Regions from separate parts of the Mus musculus genome. Here all the other regions are linked to region 3. The links are chromatin contacts, called in public Hi-C maps. All regions are on one chromosome and are shown on one strand. The core of a region is the stretch at or near the end of the contact, and the rest is flanking DNA. Distances in the headings are between cores, read along the strand shown. Region 1 overlaps Arhgef10l (Rho guanine nucleotide exchange factor (GEF) 10-like). Region 2 has its middle 28 kb from the start of Gm1667. Region 3 overlaps Igsf21 (immunoglobulin superfamily, member 21).

Region 1 (3,028 bases), core at 193-2,692, 360 kb before region 3:
GTGAGGTCATGGCAGGGCAGTGGGGGCCAATGTGGGAAAGAGGCCTCTGAATTCAGGTCGTTTCCATCGCCCACTTGGCTGGGTTCCTGCCTCCACCCTGACCTTGCTCGGTTCAGGCCCCGTGGAGCTGGGCCACTGCTGCCTCGGGCTTTTACGCCTACCAGCAATTGCGTTCGGCTCCTTGATCCCAGCAGAGGCAGAAAGCAAGGCCTGTTAAATAATAATGTGGCTCGCCAGGGCCTGTGTCAACACGGCGTTCTCTGTGTTCATTATCTGCATCGTCACCTTCAAAGTCTAATCCAGTCAGTCTGGAGTTCACTCGGAGCTGTCGCTGGAGGGAGAGCCCGCTGTGGGGTGATGTTGCATCTTAATTAAAAAAAAAAAAGCCCGACTGGGGACAGCAGGCCTGGGGCATGCTGGGTGTGCTCTCCTGGGATGAGGTGGGGTATCGGGCAAGCCTGCATGGCCTGGGGTCTCTGCCTCCTGCTCATGGGACAGGGAGGGCAGTGGAGTCAGGGCGGGGCTACGGATGTCCTTGAGTTGTTAGATCTGTATATTGCTGCTGAGAGATGAAACCAGCTTGGTGTGTGGATGGGTATCAGTCGGGAGCAAGCCCTCTTTTCCTGTTGTATTTTAAAAGGTTTTCAATTATGTGTATGCACGTGTGTCTTTTGTACGGGTATGTAACATGGGTGTGGGTGCCCGTGGAGGCTAGAAGACCCCCTGGAGCTGGACTTAAGGCTGTGGTGAGGGGTTTGACATGAGTGCTGGGAATTGAACTTGGGACCTCTGAAAGAGCAGCAGGTCCTTCTCCTCCTCTTCCTTCTCTTCTCCTCCTCTTCCTTTCCCTTCTCCTTCTCTTCCCCTCCTCTTCTTCCTTATCTTCCTTTCCTTCCTCCCCCTCCTCTTTCCTTCTTTCTCTTCCTCTTCTTCCTTTCCCTCCCCCCTCCATTGCCTCCTCTTCCTCCTCTTCCCCCATTCTTCTTTTTAAATTTTATTATCATTACCAGGCCAGGGGCATGCGCCACAGTGTGTGTGTGGAGGTCAGAGAATACTTCCATGCAGTCAGTTCTCTACTCACTCTGTGAGTCTCAGAGTTTAAAATCAGGTCATCGGGCATGTATAGTGAGTGCTTTCTCTGAGCTATCTTGCTGGCCCCATGCTTTTCTTTTTGTTTTCTTTTTCAAAGTTTACCTGCCCACCTACCCACTTACCCTGTGTTGGCCTTGGAACAGGACTGCTCCTCCCCACAGCCCGGCTCCTGCTCCTCCCTACAGTCTGGCTCCTTCCACAACCCGACCCCTCCCTACAGTTCCGGCTCTTCCCACAGCCCGACCCCTCCCTACAGTTCGGCTCCTCCCACAGCCTGACCCCTCCCTACAGTTAGGCTCCTCCCACAACCCGGCTCCTCCCATAGCCTGACTCCTCCTCACAGCCCGACTCCTCCCTATAGTCTGGCTCCTCCCACTGCCTGCCTTTGCCCTCTGCTCTCCTCTCTCTTAGGAACACATCCCCACACTGCTCCATCTCTGTCGCTCAGTTTTGGACTTTACCATCACCTCCCTGGAAGGCCACTCTACCCTGTAACAGCTCCAGCCAAGTCGCTTCTACCCTAGTCACAGCTTAACATGTCACCAGGCTGTGTGGCCACATGAGTATTAGTCACTCTCTGAAAACATCTCCTTGATGGCTGTCACTGGGGCCACTAGAACATAGGCCCTATGGTTACAGGCACAGCAAGCTCAGAGGCTCATGGCTTCATGGAGGGGCTCCCGAGGGCAGGTGCAGCTTGCAGGCCAGTGTGATGCGGCTGTGGTCACTTTCTCTGCACAGGAGGTGACAGTCTGGGCTAGGGGAGGTTTAGATGCCAAGGGCCAACCCAGGCATCCTAGGAGGAAGTGTGAGACCAAGGAGGTGAGGACACACTAAGAGAGGGTGGAAGTGGAATGAGGGGCTGGTCTCCTGGTGAGCAAAGATAGACCCCGCCCATAGGGTGGCGGTGGCATTGTACCCTCGATTCAGGTTTGCATGCCCATGGGACATACGAACTGACAGATGTACTACACGAGGGCCTGGGGCCCTCTAGACCTGCCTCAGCACCAGCCTTAGAGGTTCCTACCTCAGCCCCGATGCCCAGAGCTCAGCCAGTGGCTTGGGTATAGTTTTTATCTTGCTGGGAATGGAGCCGGGGTCCCCACACATGCCTAGCAAGTGCGTACCACTGAGCTATACCCCCATCCCTTGGATGCCTTGTAGTAGCCTGGCCCTGGGGTCTTCCTCCTGTTGTCTCCTTAGTCCTCAGTGCCTAGGTGTACGATAGAGGGTCAGGGCAGCAGGCGGTGAGCACACCAGCTGACCCAGGACTTAAGTTCCCAGCTGGAGAGCATGTGGGCCCTTCTGGAAGCCAAGTGTGCCCTGGTAGTCCACAGTCCACCCTGCTCATGTACTGACCCCCACCCCTGGACCATTGAGCCTGACAGAGGAGAGATCTCTGGGCTCCTGGACACCCCACAGCCCCTCAGATCCTCTCTGTACACCCCATGCCCCCAGTTCTCTCCCCCAACCCTTAATTTTCATGTTATCGCCCAAACTTCGTTTGCATGCATTAACGGTTGTAAATCCGTCACAGCTCTCGACATGGCATGAATAATACATCGCTGGGCTGTATTAGTTTCCCGTCTCCCATCTTATTTATGACACAAAACGGGTGGGAATTCAAAAAAAAACCCTGAAATCGAGGCATGCGGCTTCTCCCAGTAATGCTATGCAAATTGGCACAGAGAGCAAAATGAATCCCCAGGTTCTTGTAGCACCTAGGGACCGCTCAGTGGAGTGCCCCGTGTTTGGGTCACTGGAGCACGTGGGGTCTTGGAGTCCTGTGGTTCCGTGGAGTCAGCTCAGTCTGGTTTGATCTTAATATATATTTTTAAATCAGCGTTTCACTGTTCTTACATCTTATCAACAAGGAGCTGGCGCGCAAACCGTGAGAGGTCGATTCGCTAAAGATAGCAGGGACTTCCCAGGAGTT
Region 2 (3,177 bases), core at 503-3,002, 290 kb after region 3:
ATTCAACCACCAAGACATACAGAGGCCACTTTAGCTGTGGTCCAAGGGTTCAACCTATCTCTCAAGTGAGCAGCAGAACTTGGTAGCATTCCAGAAAGCAGCTGAAGCAGGGCAATGTGGAGTCTCTGAAAGGAAGATCTGAGAGGCCACTGTGTGAATCTCTGAAGGTGATCCCCTAAGTTGCAATGGAGACCCTACAATGTTGGAGATGCTGGAACTATGGGTAACCTACAGCCGTGGAGAGGAGCCAGTTCTAGAGAAACGCTGTGTGTTCTGCAGGCAGCAGAGCCAGAGACACAGAGCTACCAAAGCCCTTAGGAGCCCAGGGGATTCCATCATGAGTCTCAGGTGCCTGACACAGAGCTGCAGGATTTGGTGTTTGTCCTGATGGGTTTAGTCTTGCTGTGCCTGCCTTCTTTCCTGCTGGGATGGGCATGTCCATTTTGCATCATCGTTCATTAGAGATAGGTATTTGATTTACCACGCTCTCACGGTGTTGAGAATTGCCTTGAGTCTCAGAAGAGACTTTAGACTTTAAACAGTGTTCGGACTGTTTAAAGACTAAGGACACCTTTGATATTAGGATGAACACATTTTGAATATGAGATGAACCCAGGCTTTGGGGAGATGGGTGGAATATTATTCAAACAAAATTTTTATTTGGATATCACATTAACAAGGGATGAGGTGGTGGTAGTTAAATCACAGTTGTAGACTTGGTGGGATTTAGAAGCACCAGGGACACATACCTCCAGATGTGACTATGAAGGTATTTCCAAAATCTTAACCAAAGAGGTAAGGTCCACCCTGCCTTTGAGCAGCACCATCCCACAAGCTTGTACAAAAGGGAGAACGATTAAGCACTGTTCATCCCTTTCTGGTTCCTGACTGTGGATACAATGTAACCAATAATCACTGGTCACCTGACTGTAGATACAATGTAACCAATAATCACTGGTCACCTGACCGTGGATACAATGTAACTAATAATAATGGTTCATTACTTTCTGTCTCCTGACTATGGATACAATGTGACCAGCTGCCACACAGGCCCTCCACTATGACTTCCTCCCCATGACACCCTGGAACTGTGAGCCAGAATAAAGACTTCTCTGATGTTGTTTTGATCAGGTAATTCATTACAACAAGGAGAAAAGTCATCACTACTCCCCGAAAGGTAGATGCAGGTGACAAGGAGGTGACCCAAGCAGGATGTGTTGCAAGTGCAAAAGCTTAGTCATAACAGTGCAAAGGGTCCAGGGTGCCAGAGCAGCAGGACAATACGGCCAGTGAACAGAGAGATGCAGCCTTAAAGGGTCCAGGCTGGGAGGACACTCAGGGAAACCTGGGCCACTGCCCTAAGACCTGGATGGGAAGGAGCTCAGTCAAGGTCACGTACAGAGCGAGAGGGTAGTTACAGGGGTCCAGGCTGCCATGGGAGGGCTCCTGGGATCCAGCCACAGAGGAGCACTCTGGCGGTGACCCTTCTGATGGGCTGTGAGCTGAGTCAGGTGGAGGAGGCCATCTCCCTGCCACTGACTTTTAAATTAACCTTTAGACTCACAGATGAATGACGCCATCCACCTGCCACTTGGTGTCCTGATGCAGCTGGCAGGACAGTGGACGTGGCCCAGAGGAGACAAGGGCTGCATTCGTGCTAGCTAGTGTCTCAGAGACAGGATATACAGGGCCTTGCAGACAACTCTGGAAATATATGTGACCTATATGACATAGGTCAGGTGTCTGGGAGCAGGGCTCCATGTTTGAGTTCCCTCTCCATGTAGAGAGGCCAGTACTCACCATCTGTGTTACAGAAGGACACAGGGACCTGTCCCAGCCATCTAGCCAAAGAGGGAGGCTCTAGGATGTCAATCATTAAAGACAAAAACCAGTAACAGGCAAGACCACATGTTTGTTGGCCTGGCCCTTCCCCCCAACAAACACACACACCAGAGCAGTTGCCAATTGGTGTCTCTCACATTGGATCCCTCCCATTTCCTGATCCCCAGCCCCATTCAGTGACCAGGCACTCTCTGTTCCATCCTAATGCCAGGAACTCCCTCTGCTGTCCACATAGGGCCACCTGGAGGTCTGCAGTGCTCAGGGGCAGAAAAGCCAGAGTACAGGGCTGAAGAGGGCCTGGGACCAAGTGTCTGGGAAAGGGGGGCCAGGGCAGGGAAGAAATCATCCTGTGAGGCCAATGAAGGAACTTTCTCTTGGTTGTATCCTTTCAAGTGATTTGAATTGGGGTAGAAAAAGTCGCCACACTTAAGCGACTGTTTCCATGGACTTATTATCTGTCTCCATAATCCTTCCACCCACGTGAAGGGGTACATCCATCCAGCACCTGGAGTCTCCAACAATCTGCTTATCAAAGGTGGCATGTCCCAACTGTGTGTGCAAGTACATACGAGGTAACTAAGGATGCCCTTGAACTCCTGATCCTCCTGCCTCCACCTCCTGAATGCTGGCCTTAAAGACACAGTCAGACTTGACCCTGGGTCCATAATCATGCAGATGATGATCTTATTGCTGAAATTGACCACAGGAGGAGTTTAGTCACGAATGTGATGTGCACTAGAATCCTGGCACTCACACCACACTCAGGCCTGGTATCTCCACTGGGCAAAAGTAGAGACTGAGACGAACGAGGAGACCTGTCCGTTGTGCACAGCTGGAAGATAGTGACTGAGAGATCTTGTCCTGGCCTGGCCTGGCCTGGCCTTCACTTTGGAGAGACTGCCCTCCACACAGTAGGGAGGTTTCAGGAAGCTGGGGAGCAGGAATGCTGTGGTCCTTTAAGGACACAGGGACAAACCTGTTCCTGAGCATCCAATGGGACATGTGAGATTAAGCAGCATAAGGCTGAGAATTCTTGTCTCCCATCTGAGTCTTAGAATAAGTTGAGGGCAGGGACAGCCAGGGCTGTTTTAAGGATGGGAGACCACAGGCCTTGGGAGGCTGAGATCTCGGGCCTGTTATGACTTCAGCCCGAATTCTTTCCCTTCTGAAGTCCTTTTATCCGAGCCCAGCCTCCTGAACACAGCAGCCCAAACTCCCCTCTCCCAACCCCAGCTTGTTGCACCCCAGGGTTTCAGACTTCGAGGACATTGATAATCATCCAAGACCATCCACAACTCTGTCAGCCCAGAGAATAACTTTGAGAGGCCCCTTGTC
Region 3 (3,029 bases), core at 244-2,743:
TTTCAACAGAATCTAAAGTCATCTAGAAGACAGACTTCTGAACACGGAGATTATCTTGATTATTGTCAATTGACATGGAAAGACCTACCCACCAAGGGTCGGACTATTTCCTGGCTAGGATACATGGTGTAACAATCACAACACCACAGCCCCTCATGGCCACAGAGTCTCATGATGAGGGTCCAGGGCTCCTGGCAAAAAGCTGAGAATTCTGCCTGCCCGAACACCACATGGCCTAGGGCTGCCTACAGGGAAGGTATCCACACACAAGGATATGTCCCAAGATGGAGAGTGAAAATCTCAAATTATAACGTCAAGATGATAGTGCCAGTCTCTATTGGACCCTTCCAATGAGTGTTCATTGAGCACATCTGCATACCTAAGAGTTCAAGTAGTAGGAAAGATTTAAAATAAAAATCAAACAGGAACAGGAAATATCATCTCACAGGGAAGCTGGGGTAAGATAAGAAATCGGGCAGTCATCCCTGAGTAACCACAGGGTCCGTTCTCAACCACAGATGTTCAGGCCCCCTGTATCACGTGGAGTACGATTTTCAGGGAACGGGTACTCACCCTCCTGTGTAGTTAACATTGTTCCATGTGACTGGGATACTTGATATACACTGTGTCGGTGGTTGTTAAAGAAGCTGGAGAGATGCTTTGCAAACAGAAGGGTGGGGAGTTCACATCCCCAGAACCCACACGAAAAAGCCAGGTGTCGCGCACACAGACTCAGAGACGAAACAGGGTCCAAGACAATTCAGTGATCTGGTTGCTTGGGAGGCTTGGCTTTGACATTCCTGTGAGAGATTGGGGCAGGGTTGTTCCGTCAACCAAGTGGCCTATGGGCATTTCCCTAAGGGAAGCTTTTGGAGAGAGGGTGGGGTGGCTGTGAGTGATGGCGGAGATGTCCCAAGTGCCCGCAGGAGGAAGGGAAGGAACCAGGCAGGTATGGCGGGAGTGACCTTCACCTTCCAAACCCAGCAGTGATCTCCCCACCCAGGGCTGCTGTGGTAGTTACTTCTCTCTCCAGGAAGTGACAAAATCCCTGATACAAGCAACTGAGGAGGGAGGAAGGGAGGGGGGAGGGAGTGAGGGAGGGAGGGAGGGAGGGAGGGGGGAGGGAGGGAGGGAGGGAGGGAGGGAGGGAGGGGGGAGAGGGGAGGTTTATTAGGGTCATGGTTTAAGAAGTGTACTGTCGGGCATGATGGGCATGGCGCCAGGAGCATGAATCGACAGGTCGTGGTCACTGGGGTCACAGGTCCCAAGTCTGGGACAGAGATTAATCTTGGAGCTCAGCTCACTTTCTCCTCTAGATTCAGCCATGAAACCCAGGCCGTGGGTGGTGTTACCCACACTCAGGGTGGGTTTTCCCATCTCAGTTAACCCAATCTAGAAACTTCCTCGCAGACAGGAATGCCAGGCACATGATGTTGAGAAAGTGAAAGCAGCTCGTGAAGGCTCCCGGCTGTGTGACCTTGTTTACACGGGGTCAATAAGAAAGGAACTGAGCCTAATAACCTGCAGAAACAGAGGTCACTATCCTTGCTTCCGGAGCTGTTAGGAATGGGGGTGGGAGGCGGGGAAGCTTTCAGTGTTGAGATCGTCTTGGTGGCTGTCCTATTGGTGGCCCTTTGGGTGTATATGTCTGCCCAAATCTATCAATCCTCACTTGGGACCCGTGCATCTTTCTGTCAGCTCTGGCCTACAAGAAGTGGTTACCACAGTGAGAACACAGCCACGGGAGGCGTAACATTGTCTGCAATCTCCTGCATCAGGAGGTGACACCTAGTTCATAAATGAAAAGACTGAGCCCCATGGGAAAGTGGCAAAACAAGACTCCGACCTGTCTATTCCCCCCTCTCTGAGCCCTACCCCAAGCCTGTGACCATCAACACTACAGACTGGTCTGGCTCCACCCAGCACCCACACCTACAGTGTGACCATGTGCATACTATAGACTCAATGTGCCATAGGAGGATTGCTGGAGCTCGCTCTGCCCTGCCCCTGAATTCTCATGCCCGACTCAAAACAGCCCAAGCATCATTGTCTGTGACTAGGAGCAGGCCGTAATCAAATGTCTCCTACTCACTCGTCTAGCCTGCCCTTTCCAGGCCTGGCCCCTCCGGTTCTGAAACACCTGCCACCTGTACTTTGGCCTCTAGCAAGATGAAGTCCAGTAACAATCAACTCAGACCCCAGGCAACTCCAGTGACAGGCGAGCGCTCGATCATAGAACAAATGTAATAGGTTGGTGTTTATCTTGCAGGCTGCGTGCACTTAATAAAGTATTAATACGGGGAGCAGATTGCTTCTCCCATCGAGCAGGCAGCGTGTGATTGCAGAGGAGAGAGGAGCCGGTGCTCCCTGGAGAAGGGAGTCCCAGTGGGTTTGTTTCTTAGTGGCATGAATGCCTTTTGTCAAAGGGGGCTGAAAAGGCCCTTTCTCGTAGCATTCCTGGGTTGTCAAGTCACCACACATTCCAGAGGTCCAGACAGATGCCCTTGATGGGAGGTAGGGGCTGACCCACTTGGGTGGAGATGACATTTAGCCAGGCTGTGATGGTATACTGGCTATGATGAACTTTGAGCAGTCATATTTCCAGGCCCAGATGGCTGGTCCTGAGCTTGGAAGATTCTCTGCTGCACCAGAGGACCCCTGACTCCACATCTAAACCCTCCTAGGAGCCTATGCCTCCTCACTAGACAGGGCGTATTGTGTTGAGAGTCTAACCTGAGGGCTGGGCAGAGTGCTCAGAGGTGAGGCACTTATACAAACACGAAGGCCCGCACTTGGTCCCCATGTAAAAGTGGGGTGCAGCTGATGTAACCCCAGTTCTGGAGAGGCAGGGACAGAGGCAGAGGCAGGCTGATGAATCCCTAGAGATGGCTGAGCAAGCAATCTAGCTGAATTGTTTCAAAGAGCTCCAGGTTTGGTCAGAAAGCATGTCTCAAAAAAGAAGGCGAAGAGTGATTGAAAAAGATGCCCAGCACTGTCCTTTGGCCTCCGTATGCACATGCAAACATGGA

The links. Hi-C and Micro-C count contacts between places; a contact is called where the count stands out from the background.
Region 1: a contact with region 3 is called in a Hi-C map of liver, with 2.0 times the contacts expected there. The contact joins two enhancer-like sites. A contact is called at or near these places in 3 of 484 Hi-C or Micro-C datasets (the N1E-115 cell line, liver and nephron progenitors) and 2 of 115 datasets of contacts at active chromatin or transcription factors (astrocytes and embryonic basal ganglia).
Region 2: a contact with region 3 is called in a Hi-C map of the N1E-115 cell line, with 5 times the contacts expected there. The contact joins two enhancer-like sites. A contact is called at or near these places in 1 of 15 datasets of contacts at CTCF or cohesin (stem cell-derived epiblast-like cells), 4 of 484 Hi-C or Micro-C datasets (the CH12 cell line, the N1E-115 cell line and embryonic stem cells) and 1 of 9 other capture datasets (embryonic stem cells).

What each region holds. Positions count from the first base shown.
Region 1 is chr4:140,529,610-140,532,637 of GRCm38.p6, reverse strand. The region is part of intron 26 of Arhgef10l (Rho guanine nucleotide exchange factor (GEF) 10-like); the gene reads left to right. Among named protein-coding and RNA genes, the nearest start is that of Gm42335, 74 kb to the left of the region's middle. Within about 2 kb of position 1,442, at least 59 of the 459 cell types and tissues checked have an H3K27ac peak or open chromatin away from gene starts, as enhancers often do. A contact at or near this core is called in the N1E-115 cell line and liver, where this site is marked.
Region 2 is chr4:139,880,841-139,884,017 of GRCm38.p6, reverse strand. No RefSeq gene overlaps it. Among named protein-coding and RNA genes, the nearest start is that of Gm1667, 28 kb to the left of the region's middle. Within about 2 kb of position 1,752, at least 1 of the 459 cell types and tissues checked has an H3K27ac peak or open chromatin away from gene starts, as enhancers often do. A contact at or near this core is called in the N1E-115 cell line, where this site is marked.
Region 3 is chr4:140,172,410-140,175,438 of GRCm38.p6, reverse strand. The region is part of intron 1 of Igsf21 (immunoglobulin superfamily, member 21); the gene reads left to right. Among named protein-coding and RNA genes, the nearest start is that of Gm13029, 31 kb to the right of the region's middle. Within about 2 kb of position 1,493, at least 13 of the 459 cell types and tissues checked have an H3K27ac peak or open chromatin away from gene starts, as enhancers often do. A contact at or near this core is called in the N1E-115 cell line and liver, where this site is marked.